2 separate regions of the Sus scrofa genome follow, and region 2 is linked to region 1. A link is a contact called in public HiChIP or PLAC-seq data. All regions are on one chromosome and are shown on one strand. The core of a region is the stretch at or near the end of the contact, and the rest is flanking DNA. Distances in the headings are between cores, read along the strand shown.

Region 1 (3,422 bases), core at 481-2,980:
AAGAGCAAGCTCACACTCTACTGACAGGATAGGCCAGCCCTGTATTTCAGGTGTTCAGTGACTTCTGTTCAAGCAGTGCTCCCTGTGTGTAGGCCTGTTGGAAGGGAAGGGAATGAATGAACAAGGAAAAAAACCACTTTCAGCATCACTGGCTCCCTGGATCACCAACCGTGTGTTCTTGGCAGCCAGCATATTGTTTCCTTCAGTCATCACTAGTCACTGTGCAGTGCTGTTGGAGGTGGGCTCTCCCAGGGGAAGCCGTGTGCCTGAGCAAGCACCTGCCTGGTTCTCCAGGGACAGAAATGTGGGTGATGCTCTGGCCTTCACAGGCTTGGGCTCTGGAACACTAAGGGTGGGCTGTCATCTCTCGGAATCTGGGAGCCCTCTCCTTCCTAGGTACCCCTGATGGGGCTGGAGTAGCAGGCAGAAGGCATCTGATCCTAGAAGACTGCGGGGTTGGCCTAAAACCCAAGCACCAGTGGTTGTGAGGGAGAACAGAGTGCGAGGCACAGAACCGAGCTGGGGTTCACGCAGACTTGGGGAAACCCCCATTTCTGTCTAGGAAGACCCCAGGGGGATGCTGGCAATGCCTGAGCCCAACACAGTCACATCTGGTTCCCAACTTCTTTACTAAAAGGACTCGTTCTGAGAGAGGTTGAGGAGTGCTGGCGGGAGGCTGAGCGTGACATTGGGAATCCAGAGTGACCTTTTCTCCATCAGCCTTAAAAACTCCCATAGCTTCCACAGAGAATTGCTTCTCAGCTGGATTTATTTCTACATCAGAATCTGCCACACAACGCTCTCCTCCTCTTCCCAACAGAGCTCCGAAAACACTCATCTATCTGCAGAGTTTTAATCTGAAAATTCAGATTACTTCCTGCAGATTGCCTGTTTCATGAATCAGGAGGCACGGGAGTCTTTTTGAAAGGATTGTTTAAATGATCATTTGAGCCAAAAAGAAATCACCTTTTTATTCATCAACACAAAGACTTTTCCCTGCCACCTGATTGAAGTCGAATCGTTCCACACAGGGGGAAGGGAGCTATGTCTCCAGGTACATCCAATGGGCACAATCTTTTTAGGAAGTGGGGATATATGAGGTCTTCTCATGGAAGCCCTGAGCCCACTAGAATGACAGGGCAGGGATTTTTCAAATCCTGTCATTTGAAACTCCAAGCAAGTTATTGGCATAGAAAGCAGAGTTTTCCAGAGTCATCCCATCATTGGCTTAGGTTTTAATAGAAAATCAGGAGTCCAGAAAAGTTGGAAGGTAGAGACTTTCAGGCCTGGTTTTAATTTAGATGTGGTTATTCTAACTAGTCAGAGAAGCACCCTCCCCCCAGTACCCCATCCGAGGCATAAATTACTCACCCATTAAAAGACAAATTAACTTCTTTTAAGGGTGCCACCTTAAGGGTCATTAATTTAGTAAATTAACTGACATTCCTAGAAAAGATCCATGGCTTGTGCCAGTAAATATTTACCCAGCTAGTGACACTCCAAATGGCACCCCCAAAATCCCTGGTTTACTTCCAAAGGGTGAGCAGTTTACTTTCAGGAAATGGATTACTCACTTGTGGAATCAGACCAACACACAGGCTGCTCAGTTTCAACATACTTTAAAATGCAAAAGGGAACTTTCCAACCTTTTCCAGATGGTCCAAGAGAGAGGGATGAGGGCTTTGAACCCAGCAAGGCTGGTCCAACCAGGGTGGCTGAACCCCGTGATGCTGGCCCCAGGCTGCTGGTGGGTGGCTGATAGGAGGCATCCCCACGGGCCTGGAGAGAGATGCTCCCTGTGCTTGCCCCGTTTCCATGTGCCAAACACCCATAAGAAACGGGGGAAATCTGTGGAAAGGCCAGAGTGTGCTCAGCTGAGATGCTGCCCCTACCCCCGCCCCCATCCCCGCCCCTCCACCAATGGCCTCTGCTGGTTTCACTTCTCAGCCACAGCTGCCCACAGCTGTCTGGGAAATGAATCCAGGCCTGAGGAAACAGCCTCTGGGTGGTGATGTGCGCAGGGTCAGGGGGACATGGCATGTTTTTTGAACGTGGACCTTTGTGCTCTGGCGGCCAAAGCAGGCAGTCAGGGGGCCCATTCTGTGTGCCTTTTGACTGGGGGTTAGGCTGGTGCCTCTGAGGGAGACACTGGGGTAGAGGTGGCTCAGCACAGTCTCCTGTTCACCTCTGGTACCAGGTTTACGAAAAGATGCTGAGGGCACCCACAGGAGGGTGGCCCAGAGGCCGTGGGGTCTAGAAACCATATTATCTAAAGATCGTTTGAAGGAACTGGGGATCTTTAGCCTGAAAAAGAAAATGTTGGGGATGCCTGTCTTGTGAAAGGAAAAGTCGATTTATTCATTTTTGATAGCTGTTCATTGTAATAAAATAGACAGTACATAAAATGTGCCATCTTAAAAATTATGTGTGCAGTTCTACTACATAAATTATATTTACAATGTTGTGCTACCATCACACTCTCCATTTACAGAACTTCTTCAGCATCCCAAACAGAAACTCTTTACACATTAAACAATAACATCTCCCTCCCTTGAACTCCTGGTAACAACTATTCTGCTTTCTATCTCTATGAATTTGCCTAGTCTAGGTACCACATATAAGTGGCATCATACAATATTTGTCTTTTGTATCAGGCTGCTTTCACTTGGCATGTTTTCAGGATTCATCCATGTTGTAGCATGTGTCGGAATTTAACTCCTTTTAAAAGCTAAATGATATTCCTCTGGATGGATGTGCTCCATCTCTGTTGATGGATCTGGGGGTTGCTTTTGGTTATTGTGAATAATGCTGCTATGAACGTGCGTGTACAGGTACCTGTAGAGTTAGTCTTAGTAGTTTCAGAAAAAAATGACCTTTGTTGAATGGGAAGACGTTGCAGAGAGGCGGATTATGGCTTCAGGAATTTCAGCTCTCTTTGATGGCGGAAGTGGGCTCCCCGTGGCTAGAGGGTAGCTCAGCCCAGAAGACCATCAGGGAGGAATCAAATGGTGGGAGCCCCCCACCTAGTAAAGGAGGGGGGGCAGACAGTCTCTGAAGGCACTTCTGTCTCCAGAATTCTGTGATTCTCAGGCAGATGGAGTGTGCATCCGAAGGGAACCATCTGGAGAAAAAGAAAGTGGTGTCTGACCAATTCTCCCCAGGTGAAAAAGGGGAAGTGAAGTGGTAAATGACCTACCAGTGAGGACAGGTGACTTGCTCAATTATCTGGGGATCAGAGGCTGATGAGGCCGGGAAGCTTTTCCAGCTAAATGTCACTCACTTACTTGAGATTAGAGGCTGATGAGGCTGGGAAGCTCCAACAAAGGCTCTGTTTAGTCTTGGGGAGAGCTCCCTGGCGGTCCCAAGGAAGCTTTCTTGCACACTAGCATCTTGGGATGGGGGTGGGGGATGAGAGCCAGGAT
Region 2 (3,422 bases), core at 237-2,736, 90 kb after region 1:
GCTTGTGGATGTTCAACTGGAAGTTGCTAAAGCTCCAGAAAATAATTTGTTCTCATAAATATTACCTCTGGGATATTTTTATGCTATTAATTTACTTTGAAGACCTGCTTTTCCCATAATACAAAGGTAACTGCAGCCTGGGCCCTGCTTGAATTATCACAAATCCCAAATTAATTGGTTCTTATTAATGTTATTTTATCAGCCTTTTCATGCATTTCAAGGTAATGAAATCAGTTCGTTAGATTTAGGAAAGCAGAGAAAGACACAGATGGGCTGAGCAAGAGAAAGAAAAATGAAAACTTACTTTTGCCATTTTGTTCTCTCTCCAGAAAGAATGATTATTTCATTAAGTCCAGTGATCTTAAGTGACTTAGGCATTCACTCTGGTTACCAGCAGTGACAACCCTCAACAAGTCTGGCTTTGTAATAACCAACTAAAGGCAGCACAGTGGGGTCCCACCATCATTAGAAAGATGGCCTAACCAAATTCTCCCTCCATCCAGGTCATTCCCAAAACACTCTGGGCTCTACCATCAGCTCCATGAGTCCTAACGTTAGGAGTCTACCTTTCTCCCATGGCTAAGTGTCCCATAGCAGAGTCCCCTGCCCATGTTATATTGCTTAGGAAAACTGTCTTGCCTTCCTGGAAGCACAGATCACTTTAGCATCACTCCTTGACTGCTCTGTTTTTGCATATGAAATAACTTTTAAAAATCCAACCAAAAAGGAAAATGAGCCAAAAAGCTATCTGCACTAAATAAGGAAAAATCTTAGCAGAATACTGAATCATCTACCAGGTGACCAAAATTCTGAGTCCAAAAATTAAACAAGTTTTCATAGTTAAAAAATAAAATAAAATAAAAAACACCACGTGATCCTTGTCTCCACCTGTCACCTTGTCCATACTCCAAAGGAGGACTCTCCCATTACGTGAAATTACTCCTATTCCTCTTGCCTCAAATTTCTTCTTTCAAACCAAACATTTTAAACCTTAGCAAAAGAAGGAGGGAAGAGAAGGGAAAAGTGAGAGGAAGGATAAGATAAACAGAGAGACCCAGACCCTGGGAGTCGATGAGCCTCTGACCAGAACTGGGAACCCCTTGGCTACAAAAGCCTGGAAAGAAGTGGAAAAACACAAGCCCAACAATCAGTTGCCACCAGTTCACTGTGGAATTCTCTTCCCCGCCCCCCACTTCCTTGGAAATGTAGGAATTCTGGGGAGGAAAGAAACATTTTCTGAGATAACTGTACTGATGATGCTCCGCCCCCTCCCCTCTCCACCGCCTCCCCCCACCCCCCGCCACGCAAAACTCTCTTTTTCCCGGGAAATAACTGTTTGGCAGCAGCCCCCTCCCCACCTTCTGGTTAAACTACGTCAGCCCTGTCTCCCAGAGTCTCCACACAGGCTTGGTGCATACCTCCCCTGTGTGACTTGCCCCTGTGCAAGGCAAGTCTGTTCCATCTTGTGGCCATTGGAGGTAAAGCATTTCGATTTAAAAAGCAGTGAATGACTAAAGCTGACTCTTCTTGGAAAGAATGTGCTGGTTCCTGAAACCCTGCTGGCTGCCGTGCTCCCTCCCTGCTGCAGGGGAAGAGTTCTTCGGCGCTGAGGTCATCAGACCAATGGGAGCAGAGTGTCCAAGCCTGATGCCAGGGGTCCCCGGCCACCTCCCTGCGCAGACCCAGGCGAAGCGTGTAACCAGGGTCTTCATGCAGGAAGGGCCTGAGACACCGGGAACGGTCACTGTCCTGGGCCCAAAACGCTTGCCAACATCATCATCTTCATCCTCATATCCCTCGTCTTAGCCTGGCAGTCTGAGCCCCCAATGTGGGGTCTGCTCCTCTATTCGGAGAGGCAATCATGACGGCAGAGACCGAGTCATTCATTCATTCAACCTGCATGTACTGCCAGCAGCCTATCCAAGCATGGGCCCCTCGGGATTGATGAGGACAGATGCCGTCTTTTTTCTTGGGGAGCTTATGCTCAAAGGCCACTTCCTGCAAGTCGGCTGCCCACCCAGACCTGAGAAACAGACTTTGGTCTGATGGAAGGGGCACTGGTGCTGGCGCTGCGCTTTCTTGCTGTGTGGCCTCAGGCTGGGCCCGTGAGGGCTCAGGGCATGTGACACAGCGGAAGAAGGAGATCCCACTGGTGAAACTGGGCTCATATTCCAGCACTGCACCCTAATGGCTGTGTGACCTCTGGAAATTATTAAGCTCTCTGTTTTACTTCAGCTGTAAAAGGGATAGAATGCCTGCTTCCTCGGGTTGTCAGGAGGATTGCAGAATCACCGTAGAGTCCCAGTGCTATTAGTGCTCAGATTAAGCTGTCATTTCAGTCATAGAGCCCTGACCCCCATAGTCCTCATAACTATCAAAATGTGAGCCCACCCCAAGGAGGCACCTAGGGGCTGGGAAGGGCTGAGGATGACTGATGGCCTTGGTTCTTCTCTGCTTGATTTCACAGTCGTGGCTTTGGACAGTCCAACTCACTCCCGACGGCCGGCTCTGTGGGCAGTGGCATGGGCAGACGGAACCCACGCCAGTACCAGATCCCTGCCCGGAATGTCCCTTCCGCCCGCCTTGGCCTCTTGGGCACCAGTGGCTTCGTCAGCTCCACGCAGCGCAACACCGCAGCCAACCCCACCATCATGAAACAAGGAAGACAGGTCTGCTCCTCCCCGGGGAAGAGGGTGGGCCAGCCAGGCTCAGGACATCTCAGCAGATAATGACCCCAAGGCGAGGGGAGTGGCCTGGGGGTGGGACCCTCCACCGAGGACAGTTGTCCCTGTGCCTCAGAGGCTCTTTGCACCATTTCACTGGGGATAAAGCAAGGCCGTGGTGGCACCTGGCTTCCCAGGGATTTCTTTAGGATGCTCTATGACCACCTTAACGGTGGGGGTCCTGCACATGGAGCCTGTAGGAAGAAATGCAAGACCTACGGCTTCTTTCTTTTCTAATCAATTTTTGTTGAAGTATAGTTGATTTACAGTGTTCTGTTAGTTTCAGATGTACAGCAACGTGATTCAGTGTTATATATTCTCTTTCAGATTCTTTTCCCATATAGGTTATTACAAAGTATTGGGTAGAGTTCCCTGTACTACACAGTAGGTCCCTGTCGTTTGTCTATCTTATGAGTAGCAGTGTGTGTATGTTACTCCTAAATTCCTAATTTATCCCTGCCTCACAGACCTAGTTCTTCTTTGCCTTGATCCTTGACCTGTCCCAGCAGATCCCACCACCTTCCAGATTTGGCTTCCAGAAGAGCCTGAGCATTTAAGAAGCTTTCTTAGCCTTTTCATCTGAGGCAAATAAGATCCCAGCTGTGGTAGAGAAGCCACAGGAAGGAGCCTGAGAGAGGCTGTCAGAGGGAGAGTTGAAACATTCCCAGTCCATCAAGGCCAGGCTGCCTAGGGGTTCTT

Evidence for each region. HiChIP or PLAC-seq counts read pairs in DNA pulled down with a chosen protein or histone mark.
Region 2: a contact with region 1 is called in an H3K27ac HiChIP or PLAC-seq map of skeletal muscle. The contact joins two enhancer-like sites. A contact is called at or near these places in 8 of 47 Hi-C or Micro-C datasets (alveolar macrophages, embryonic fibroblasts, fetal heart ventricle and 3 more) and 2 of 2 datasets of contacts at active chromatin or transcription factors (alveolar macrophages and skeletal muscle).

What each region holds. Positions count from the first base shown.
Region 1 is chr1:184,028,556-184,031,977 of Sscrofa11.1, forward strand. All of the region lies in intron 2 of SAMD4A (protein Smaug homolog 1), which reads left to right. Among named protein-coding and RNA genes, the nearest start is that of SAMD4A, 110 kb to the left of the region's middle. Within about 2 kb of position 1,731, at least 27 of the 83 cell types and tissues checked have an H3K27ac peak or open chromatin away from gene starts, as enhancers often do. A contact at or near this core is called in embryonic fibroblasts and skeletal muscle, where this site is marked.
Region 2 is chr1:184,118,720-184,122,141 of Sscrofa11.1, forward strand. SAMD4A (protein Smaug homolog 1) reads left to right here. Exons shown (of 13, transcript XM_021102232.1): 10 at 2,468-2,669. Among named protein-coding and RNA genes, the nearest start is that of GCH1, 140 kb to the right of the region's middle. Within about 2 kb of position 1,487, at least 31 of the 83 cell types and tissues checked have an H3K27ac peak or open chromatin away from gene starts, as enhancers often do. A contact at or near this core is called in embryonic fibroblasts and skeletal muscle, where this site is marked.